Linked DNA regions of Ovis aries: regions 2 and 3 are each linked to region 1. The links are chromatin contacts, called in public Hi-C maps. All regions are on one chromosome and are shown on one strand. The core of a region is the stretch at or near the end of the contact, and the rest is flanking DNA. Distances in the headings are between cores, read along the strand shown.

The links. Hi-C and Micro-C count contacts between places; a contact is called where the count stands out from the background.
Region 2: a Hi-C map of omental adipose tissue shows a contact between it and region 1, with 2.2 times the contacts expected there. The contact joins the enhancer-like site here to the promoter of YPEL2 in region 1. A contact is called at or near these places in 5 of 16 Hi-C or Micro-C datasets (liver, mixed tissues, omental adipose tissue and 1 more).
Region 3: a Hi-C map of hypothalamus shows a contact between it and region 1, with 5 times the contacts expected there. The contact joins the promoter of DHX40 here to the promoter of YPEL2 in region 1. A contact is called at or near these places in 2 of 16 Hi-C or Micro-C datasets (hypothalamus and omental adipose tissue).

The regions. Positions count from the first base shown.
Region 1 is chr11:9,992,189-9,995,414 of ARS-UI_Ramb_v3.0, reverse strand. It overlaps YPEL2 (yippee like 2), which reads right to left and starts at 1,937. Exons shown (of 8, transcript XM_060395149.1): 1 at 1,834-1,937.
Region 2 is chr11:10,169,395-10,172,829 of ARS-UI_Ramb_v3.0, reverse strand. No RefSeq gene overlaps it. Among named protein-coding and RNA genes, the nearest start is that of DHX40, 57 kb to the left of the region's middle. Within about 2 kb of position 1,784, at least 8 of the 54 cell types and tissues checked have an H3K27ac peak or open chromatin away from gene starts, as enhancers often do. A contact at or near this core is called in liver and tail adipose tissue, where this site is marked.
Region 3 is chr11:10,226,525-10,229,934 of ARS-UI_Ramb_v3.0, reverse strand. DHX40 (DEAH-box helicase 40) reads right to left here and starts at 2,002. Exons shown (of 17, transcript XM_060395129.1): 1 at 1,888-2,002; 2 at 809-976. The coding sequence starts at 1,939.

The DNA of each region.
Region 1 (3,226 bases), core at 688-3,187:
GCTGGGGATACGGAAAGGTGCCAAAGGGAAGTTTGCACAACTCTCCCCAGGCTGGACCTGTTCCTTGGTAAAGAACTTGCACACTCATTATCACACATTAGAAGAATTGAAATGTTCCCTTATGAGGGGGTAGGGAGCCGGGGGCGGGGGAGGCTCAGTCTCAGTCTAAGGAATAGAGAGAACTCAGGTTCAATCCATCAATGCAGTCCTGGGGCAGGAACTAGGTCAAAGGAAAGTCAGGGAAGGGTGAATTCAGGCCCACTGACCACAAGGCTCTGAGCTCTCAGAATCAGGACAGCACTGGACAGCATCAGGCATGTGAGGTCACGTCTCACCCCAGAACCAGTGACATCAGCTGCCTTGGGCAAGTCACTTAGCTTTTCAATCCCCTAGGTTCCTTGTGTGGCCAATGTTCCGGGAGCAAGTGGAACACAAGCATCCCTTCTTGCCCAATGCTCTAGGACAGGCAGCCGCATCTTGCTGGACCAGAAGAGAGGAACATGGGAGTAAGAGCCAGGGGGAGAAGGAATGGCTGGGGCTTCTCTGGCGGTCCAGGGGTTAAGGTTCCAGCTGCCATCGCAGGGGGCGTGGGTTCCATCCCTGGTAGGGGAACTAAGATCCCGCCTGCCAGCAGGATGTGGCCAAAAAAAGTAGCTAGCTGTATTTTCGGCTTTTAGACTCACCAGAAGCAACGACTTACTGAAAACAGCCTCAACACTCGAGGAGAGCAACTGACAAGGAGGCCGGAGCTCAAAAACAAAAAACCCAGCGAAGCCCAGGGGCGGTTTCCCCGGGCCATTCAAAGCCGCGGGACTGCGGGTGGGTCAGCTACATCACACAGAAAAACGGAGGGCGCTCACTCCCTTGGCTTTGTAAGCTCCTGTAAGCCGAGAGTGAAGTCAGAGGTGGCAGGCTCCTGGGCCCGGTCCAAACGAACAGGTGGTTCCCCTCCCCACCATCCTCGCCAACAAGAGAAAAGTCACCACTTGGGGTGAAGCTACCCAGAGGAGGTCAGCGGCCAGGGAGGGTGCACCTGAAGCAGTGAGAGCTCCGGGGTGCCCCGCCAGACCCGCTTCCCGAGAGATACGCGCTGGAGAGGCTCCCTGATTCCGTCGGGCAGGAGTGAACTCGCGCCCACCTCTTTGGCAAGGGCGCTGGGGAGGCGCCGGGAAGCGGCCAGGCAGGAACTCGGCTGCGGTTACCTCTGCCCGCGGCCGGCCAAGCGCTCCTCGGAGTCTTGAGGGCGGCTAGTCTCGCAAAAGGCGGGAGGCGGGGGGACACACCGAGGGCGGCGCCCCCGGACCCAGTGTCTCCAGCGGAGACCCAGCGACATCGGGGACAGAAAGCGCCTGCAACTCCCACCCTGGCCCCCACCCACTTCGTCCCAATCCGCGGGAACTAAGCTGAGAAAGGCGCGGCCATCGGGTCTCGGGTTCACACCCCCCGCCCCGGCCCCGCTCGCTCCAGACCTGCCCGGCTCGTCGCCCGGGTCCCCGGCCCCGACCCGGGACCTGCGCCCCCTCGGCGCCAGCCGCGGGCCGCAGCCGGGGCCCCGGCAGTGTTTGTAAACAAACCGGTCACGTGGCCCCGGCGGCTGGCTCCCCGCCCCCTGCGCCCGCGGCCCCCCCACCTCGCCCCGGGGCGACCCCCGCGCCGGACCCCACCTCGGCCGCGCCAGGCGGAGGGTGCCGCGCTCGCTCCCAGGGAGCCGGGCCGCCGGGGCCCCGGGGCGGGATGGAGGGGGACGGGGACGCGCGCCCCGCGCTCCGACCGGGCGCCCCGCGCTGTCAGCACGCCCCACGCCCACGCGCGCCGCGCTCGCGTCTCACTCACCCGGCAGCCAGCAGCCCCGTCCGGCCCGCGCCGCGGTCGGCTCCGCGGGGATGCGCAGCAGCGAAGGACCGCCCGGCCGGATCCCGGGCCCCGGGCGCGCTCTTAAAGCCACAGCCGCCGCCGCCGCCGCGCCGCATCCCTCCGGGCCGGGCCGGGGGCTGCCGGGTGACGGACGCGCTCCCGCGCCTATCCCCTCGGCGCAGCACATAGCAACACGCCGCGGGTTGGCTGCGCCCGGCCGCAGCCCATCCGCCGCGAGCCAATCAGCGAAGGACGGAACTCCGCCTCCTGCTTCCCCGACCTCCGCCCCCCACCCCCCACCACCCCCTCGGGCCCCGCCGGGCTTGGGTGCGGGGTGCGGGGCGCGAGGCGGGCGCCGGGGTCTGGCCCCGAGGAGGCTGAGCCCGCCGCGCCTGGCGAGGCGGGGGGCGGCTGGCCCGAGGGACGGGGAGCAGGGTGATGACGATGGGGAGGCTCTCGGCGCCCGGGCGGAGACCGTTTATTTGGGTTTGGAGTTTGTCTCCAGGTCAAGGCTGGGATTTCTAGAACCCGGGGTGGTGGTGGGGGTGGGGGGCGCTTTCTAGTGCTGCTTCTGCTTAGAGGAGCTAAGACAGTAACTCACTCCTCACGCCTTAGCCGCCCCCAACTCAGTCTAAGTTACCTGGAGAGGCTCTCGGGACCCAGGGCAGTTGAATGTAAAAAGATAACGCCAGCCCGAGGGGGCCCCCGCCAGGCCCTACTCAGCAACGAGTCATTTCCCGTTGTCTCTCTGCTCTCCTTAAACCCGGCGTATTAAACGCAGGATAAGAGGCATTTACAGGCATTGGAAGACACCTCGCCCCCAATTGCTGCTGGTTTTCTAAGGCTTTTGAAGAGAAACGATTCACCCGGGACACTAGGAGGGTCAGTGACCATAGGGGAGGTGCGCCCAGTCTGGGTCAGTGGAGCGGTGCTTTTCACGGAAGAGGTTAAAAAATAAGCCCAGGGCTATCAGGAAATCTAGGGAGGCACCAGGTGGGCGGAGTGGGGCAGTCTCCCAGTAAGAAAACAGGTCACTTCGAGAAAGAATGCAGCCAGGGATCAGGGGCAGAGAGCAGTTCAGCCTTTTCATTTGGCCTCTGGGATTCTGCAGTTGCTCAGAGAGCAGTAGGAAACCTCGGGTTTTATTGAGCTGCTGTCAGAGTGTGAGACATTTCTAGAGCTGCTGCTGTCTTCAACCCCTTTGCACGCTGGTTTGCCCAAAAGTGGAGAATGGTACCCAAGGCAGATCCCCAAGTGGCTCAGACTTCACCGAAACTCCAGCCAGCTGTCTTTAAAATACGTTTGATTCGGTTAATATATCTCTCGTTTGGATTGTATCCCGATAATATATGTTGCATGGTTGGATGTGAAT
Region 2 (3,435 bases), core at 535-3,034, 180 kb before region 1:
CTGTGCTGTTGCCCAATCCAGAGCAACAAAGGAAAACAAATATTAACCCTCCATAGTTGGCTTCTAGCCCAGGTCGCTTGAGCAATAAGCCAGAATAATTCCACGGCGACTGGTTATCCCACCTCCTCACTCAGCACATTTTTTTCCCCTGCTAAAGGCCAATCTTGTTTAAAATATAATCTTTACCTACTTTAAATCTACAAGATCCTTTAAGAGCTTCCTAGTTAACCTTTTAAGGTGAATGCTTGGATCACCATGAATTTGCAGTTTTTCCAAGCTTTGGCATCTGCTCTAGCCGATGCTGTGCCTTCTGTAAGATTCAGATCAGATCAATCTAGGGAAAAGTAGGTGAAGAGGGAGTAGCCTCACCAAAACCTACCCATCTTGGGTCTACAATGTAATGGTACTTAACTATAGAATCTACAGTAAGACAAAAAAAAAGGCCTCAAAGCTATTACATTTTAATGTTAACCATAAGAATAAGACTCATCTCAGGGCTTCCCTAGCCATTCAGTGGTTAACAATCCACCTTGCAATGCAGATTGCAATGCAGGGGACACGGGTTCGCTCCCTAGCCCGGGAGGATTCCACATGCCGCAGGGCCACTAAGCCTGTGCCCAACAGCTGCTGAAACCTGTGCTCTAAAGCCCGCGAGCTGCAACTACTGAGCCCACCAGTATGTCTGACTCTTTGCGATCCCATGGACTGTAGCCTGACAGGCTCCTCTGTCCATGGAATTCTCCAGGCAGGAATACTGGAGTGGGTTGCCATTCCCTCCAGGGGATCTTCCTGACCCAGGGATTGAACACGTGTCTCCCGCATTGAAGGCAGATTCTTTACTGTCTGAGCCACCAAGGAAGCCCAAATATAATGTAAGTGCTAGGTAAATAGTTGAAGGTGAGTGGAAAATTTAAAATGTAAGGACATGATAAATTCGAAAGTAAAAGGATAAAAGGAGCTATATTAAAAAAAAAAAAAAGACTAATCTTAGTGTATTATGACCCTTATTCCATCCTGTGTCTATGTGCTCAGGTGCTTCAGTCATGTCCGACTCTTTGCAACCCTATGGACCATAGCCTGCCAGGCTCCTCTGTCCATGGGATTTCCCAGGCAAGATTATTAGAAGGGGTTGCCATGCCCTCCTCCAGGGGATCTTCCCAACCCAAGGATCGAACCCATGCCTCCTGAGTATCCCGTATTGCAGGCAGATTCTTCACTCACTGAGCCACCTGGGAAGCCCTATTCCACCCTGAGACACATGCCAGTGCTTTTTGTTGGAAATGCAACCTACCAGCAACATTTCCTGTTTTGGGGGTTCCTCAAATCAATGAAACTTCCCATGTCAAATGAGTTATATATCTAAATAAATTTTGCATGTCACTGTGTTCTGGTCCATGTGACCCCTTCAGATTTACAAAGCATTAACAGTCCTCACTACGTAGTGGACATGGTTTGGGGTACATTCTCAAACATATTATCATCTGCCTCCTTTTATGAATAAGCAAACAAAAGCTTAGTGAGGTCAAATTCTTTGCCAAATTCTCAACATAATTCAAAATCTAATGCTACACCATTACTTCCTCTACTGAAATTTAAATGCAAGCTATTTTTGTACAAAGAGGAATAGAGAAATAAAATGCAAGTTTTCTTGTTTTTCACAAATTTCCATTCAGGAAATACTTATTGAGAAATATTTGTTGAGCACTTACCATATACTGGGCACTATTAGGCAACTAGGAATGTAGTCGTGAACAAAACAAAATGTGGCAGAGGTTACATCTAAATGGGAGGAGATGGAAAATAAACAAAGGTCAGTTGATAGTATGTAAGTAGCAGTTGAGTGCTAACAGCTCCACATTGCTCAATCCAGTCATAAATTTCCTGCCCTCATTTCCAAAACGTGCAAACAGCACATTTTGTACCTTTAACACAACTGGTCACTTTCACTGATCACAACTGATCTTTCTTAAAGCATTTTTTCCCTATGCACAAAAGCAGCTGCCACAATAGCCATTCCTCCTCAGTTTTCACTACTGGTTCCTTCTCATGTCCCTGAGCTCTGAACATGGGAGTGTCCACGACTCAGCCCTCATAAATCTTCTCTGTTTATACTCAGGTTTCATTCAGTTTCACAGCTTTAATTACCATCCATGCACTGATGACTTGTTTCTCTCCTAGGTCTCTATCCCGAACACCTTTGGTGGCAAGCCTTAGATAACTCAAGCATCTCAGACTTAATAAAAATGAACTGCAATCTTATTCCAAACTTCCAGTTGCTCAGGTATAAACATTAGAGTCATCCTCGACTTGTCTCTTTTTCCCTCCCCACGTCTAATTCATGAGCAAATCCTGTCTGCTTTACGTTCAAAATACACCCCATGTCTGTCCAAGTCTCCGTTTCCCCTGGACTATCTCTCCCTCAGTCACCAGCATCTAATCTGGATTACTGCAGTCTCCTAAGAGAATTACCTCCTTCTTCCTTTGCCCTCTCCGTTCAACAAACAAATTAATTATTTTTTAATAATGATATATTAAACTATTTAGTTTTATTTATTTATTTGGCTGTACCAGGTCTTAGTTGCGGCCCAGCATGTGGGATCTTCAATCTTTGCTGAGCATGGACACTGTTAGTTGTGCGGCACGTGGGATGTAGTTTGCCGACCAGGGATGGAACCCGGGCCCCTTGCCTTGGTAGTGCAGAGTTGTAGCCACTGGACCACCAGGGAAGTCTCCAGATTAATTCTGTGGACCTATGTCGGCCCATGTCATTCCTTTTCTTAAAACCCTCCAACAGATTCCCATCGCACATGATAGAGAACCACAAAGCTGCTTTTCTGACGACCTCCTTGCTCACCACACTCCCAGCACTGGCCTCATTGCTCTGCAAGCAAATGCCTCCTCAGGGCCTTTGAACGTGTTGTTTCCTCTTCCTGAGATGAAGAGGTTTTCTTTCTTTCTTTTTTTCTGGCTGCACTATGCAACTTGCAGGATCTTAGTTCCCTGACCACGGACTGAACCTCAGTCCTAAACAACGAACTGTCAGGGAATTCCCTAGTTGAAGAGCCTCGAACATGACTGAATGCTCAGCTGACTCTGTTATGTCCTGGCCAGGACCCTGGGATATGACCCCTGGGACCCTGACTAGTGGGATGAGAGGGTCTGGTGCACCCCCCTGACTATTCTGACTGCCTCGACCTCTCTGAACACTCAGAGATGACAGAGGGGCTCCCCTCTCCACATAGAGCGAGCACTCCTGGGGGTAGAAAGATACCGTAGAAGCCTCGGCCTCACAAAAAAAGAAGGATCTTGTTCAGCATCTGCCTCACCTCCTCTCCTGGCTGCAAAGTCCACGGCTGTGTTCAGTTCAGCATAATTCTGCTGGATCTGAGAAGAGGGAAAAGGAGCTCTCCTGCAAAGGAGCTGCGAGAAAAAGCC
Region 3 (3,410 bases), core at 753-3,252, 230 kb before region 1:
CTCCTCTCCGGTTGTGGTATATGGGCTTCTCGTTTCAAGCTCTAGGCCGAGAGGGCTCCAGGAGTTGCAGCTCTTGGGCTCTAGAGCAAGGGTTCAATAGCTGTGGCGCATGGGCTTAGTTGCTCCACTGCATGTGGGGTCTTCCCAGACCAGGGATCCAACCCATGCCTCTTGTATTGGCAGGCAGATTCTTATCTTATCTGCAGGCAGATTCTTTACCATTGAGCCACCAGGGAAGCCCAACAGGTAGCATCTTAAAAGACCTGATTTATCAGAGTAAGTTAATATATAAGCTAAGAAATTTTTATAATATCCTACATAATTTTGCTGTATACCAACCTTATGATATAAAGTTTTACCATATTGAAAGGAAAGACACTGTAAGGGTAATTTGTTGGCAGGCTTGGTGTTACGAAAATCAAGGAATAAACAGTTACCTGATGTCACTCTGGAAAAAGAATCCAGAAATAGTAATGGCAGCAACAGATATCAATATATCCCTTCCCTTGAAAATCATTTCAATACCCAACGTTCAACAGTCTACTGCAAGACAACCTACTCTACAGCAGAGAATCAATATCTACCTATAATTCTATTTGGAATTTTTATGGTAACTGAAAATGCCATGCAACTAATTCCGGAATCTGAAATAAGACTGCAAAAAAGAGCGAAATATACAAGGACAGTGTGCCAAGAGAAGAATCAGACTGTAAAACAAATGATAGGCATTTATGTAATACAGAAGTCCTATTAGCTTTTAAGAGGATATTTTTTAAATGCTCCGAATATTATCCCAGAATAAAATTACCTGCTTCATATAGATATTTTGGGAGTTGAGTTGTTTTACCACTTCCTGTATTTCCAGTAACAATAAGGAATGAATTGTCCCTCACAGCTTGAATAAGCTTTTTTCTTTGTTTCTGAATGGGAAAAGTTGGAGTAGTTCCTCCCTCCTGTGAAGTGCATCCTTTCTCTTCTGTAACGACAGGGCGGGGGTAGGGGGGAATGTGCAATTAAAAGGCCTGTAAAGATATCTCAATTTCCCAAAACTGAAAAAGAGAGTGACAATAGAATTTTAGGGCTGGAAAGAATCAACCCATGACTTCTCGGTGAAATCCCTTACATCCCATTTGCGAGCGAGCGTTTCTAAGCTCAGAGCAACTTTTTAGTGAGATCAACTTGAGCATTTCATAATGCATGACTCAAAGTATCTGACAAAGTAAGCCTAGCACAAGGCAATGTATTTGCAGGTATACCTATCCAGAAGCACAAAACCCAATTTTATTAAATAATAGACCTCAAATCTGGAACAGGGCAGAAAAACTCTCAGCTGAATGAAAAGCCACCTGTATTTGCTTCTGATTCACGGTTCAAGTTAGGTCCCCGTTCAGAGTGACTGATATCCCAGAAGGCCAAGTGGTGGGTAACCATGGAAACTGGCTCCTGGAAACTGGCTCCCTTCATACCGTACCCAAAGGCAGGCTGGCGGCCCGGCGGAGGGGCGGAGGGGTGGGGGGGGGAACGGGTGGGTAGAGAACAAAGGCTTTCTGAGCCTATTTAAGAGCAGGACGCGTCCCGGCGTTGGGGTGCACTTTTTTTGCCCCTCAGCAGGGTTCTCGCCCAACTTAGGTCTGGGACCGCCCCTCTCCAGTCCAAAGTGGTTCACTGGACGCAAAGTTCGCCTCCGGCTTGGAGGGCGACAGGAAGGCTGCAGCCTGCAGCCTCCTCTTCTCCGCCTGTCTCAGGCGGACTTTCATCACCCCGCCATCCTCCCAAAGCCCCGTGCTACCACTCCCGCTGGCCTCCGCGGGGTCCCGCGGACCGCACCTCTATCCGCGACGGAACCTGCCGAAGGCCGCTCTTCCTGGAGGTCTCGCGATCTCTCACCTTCCTCCTGCCGCCTTGGCGCCCTGCCCGCGACGGCGGGAAACCGGGACATAGACCTGGCCCCGAGCGGAGGTGAGCACGTCCACCGGTCCTGGGGAGATGGGCGGGGAGAGGCGAAGACGCGCCCTGATGACGTCGCGGTGTTTACTTCCGCGCGTGCGACTCGGGCGAGGGGCGGGGGAGCCGCCCGATGACGTGGCGCTACGAGCCCGCCCGCCCGGGCGGATATTTCCCGCCCGCCGTCCGCGTGCGCTGCAGCTCCGCGCGCGAAGCCAGCCCCGACGTCCGGGAGGGCGCGGTCCAGGGTCTCCGCTTGTGCCCAAAAGGGCCGGGAGACGCCTTTTTTTAAAATCAGTGGTCGCTGCAGACGTATCCAACCTTCACACACCTAACGTGATGTGACCCTTCGTCAGGAGCTGAAATCTTTGCTAGCGTTTGGCGTTCCACAACATTCTCACCTTCAGTGAAAGTCGGTCAGTCGTGTCTAACTCTTTGCCACCCCAGGGACTATACAGGCCATGGAATTCTCCAGGCCAGGATACTGGACTGGGTAGCCGTTCCCTTCTCCGGGGGAATCTTCCTAACCCAGGGATTGAACCGAGGTCTCCCACATTGCAGGCGGATTCTTTACCAGCTGAGCCACAATTGCTTGTCCTGAAATGTCCTGCAAAGGCACACGGGTTATGAGTGGCACACCCGAACTTCTTGCGTAGTGTCAAAAATTAGGCTCCCCACGCTGTTCATCGGGGACGCTGTGAACATGCATCGGACCCTGCATGTTAAATTATATTTAGATGCGTATTTTCTTCTCCTTTCCCCCAGCTAGACGCAGGGCAGCAACTTTAGAAAACTGTGATACACTCGGCCCAGCATCAAATTGGGCTGTTAATATTTTTTGAATTTGCTGGATGGTTGGATGAACGATTTGATTTCCAGAGAAGTTAATCGCATTTATTTATTTATTTTGCTGCACCACGGGCATCTTGTGTGATCTTAGTTCAGCAACCAGGGATGAAACCGGTGACCCCTGCCCTGGAATCAAGGAGTCTTAACCACTGGACTGACAGGGAAGTCCGCTAAGCTCATTTTAATGGTTGTTGATTCCTTGGAAACCACAAGAATTGAAAAGTTAAACACATATACAACAATTGAGGTGGGGTGAATTTTTCAGCATAGGTACTTTGTGAAGCAGGTCTTTCTGTTGTAGAAACTTGCAATTTTGTAAGTAGTGTCAATCATAACAAAAGCCGTGCAAGATTATTTCTTGGACTTTCCAACTCTTCCTGCTGTTAGTACTTCCTGTTCAGTACTTCCTGCCAAAGACAACTCAAATTATCACTTTACATTAACTAGAAGTCCCTACTCTCCTATCTGACTAGGCTTCAAAAGATGTCATTGGACCTTAAGATTTTGTTGTACTCATTAAGAATATATGTATACCAACTCCTTGTAAATAGGACTGATAAACATCTCCTAAAATGCAAGTTTATCAGATTTTGAGTGAGAGCAACTTTCTAATAACT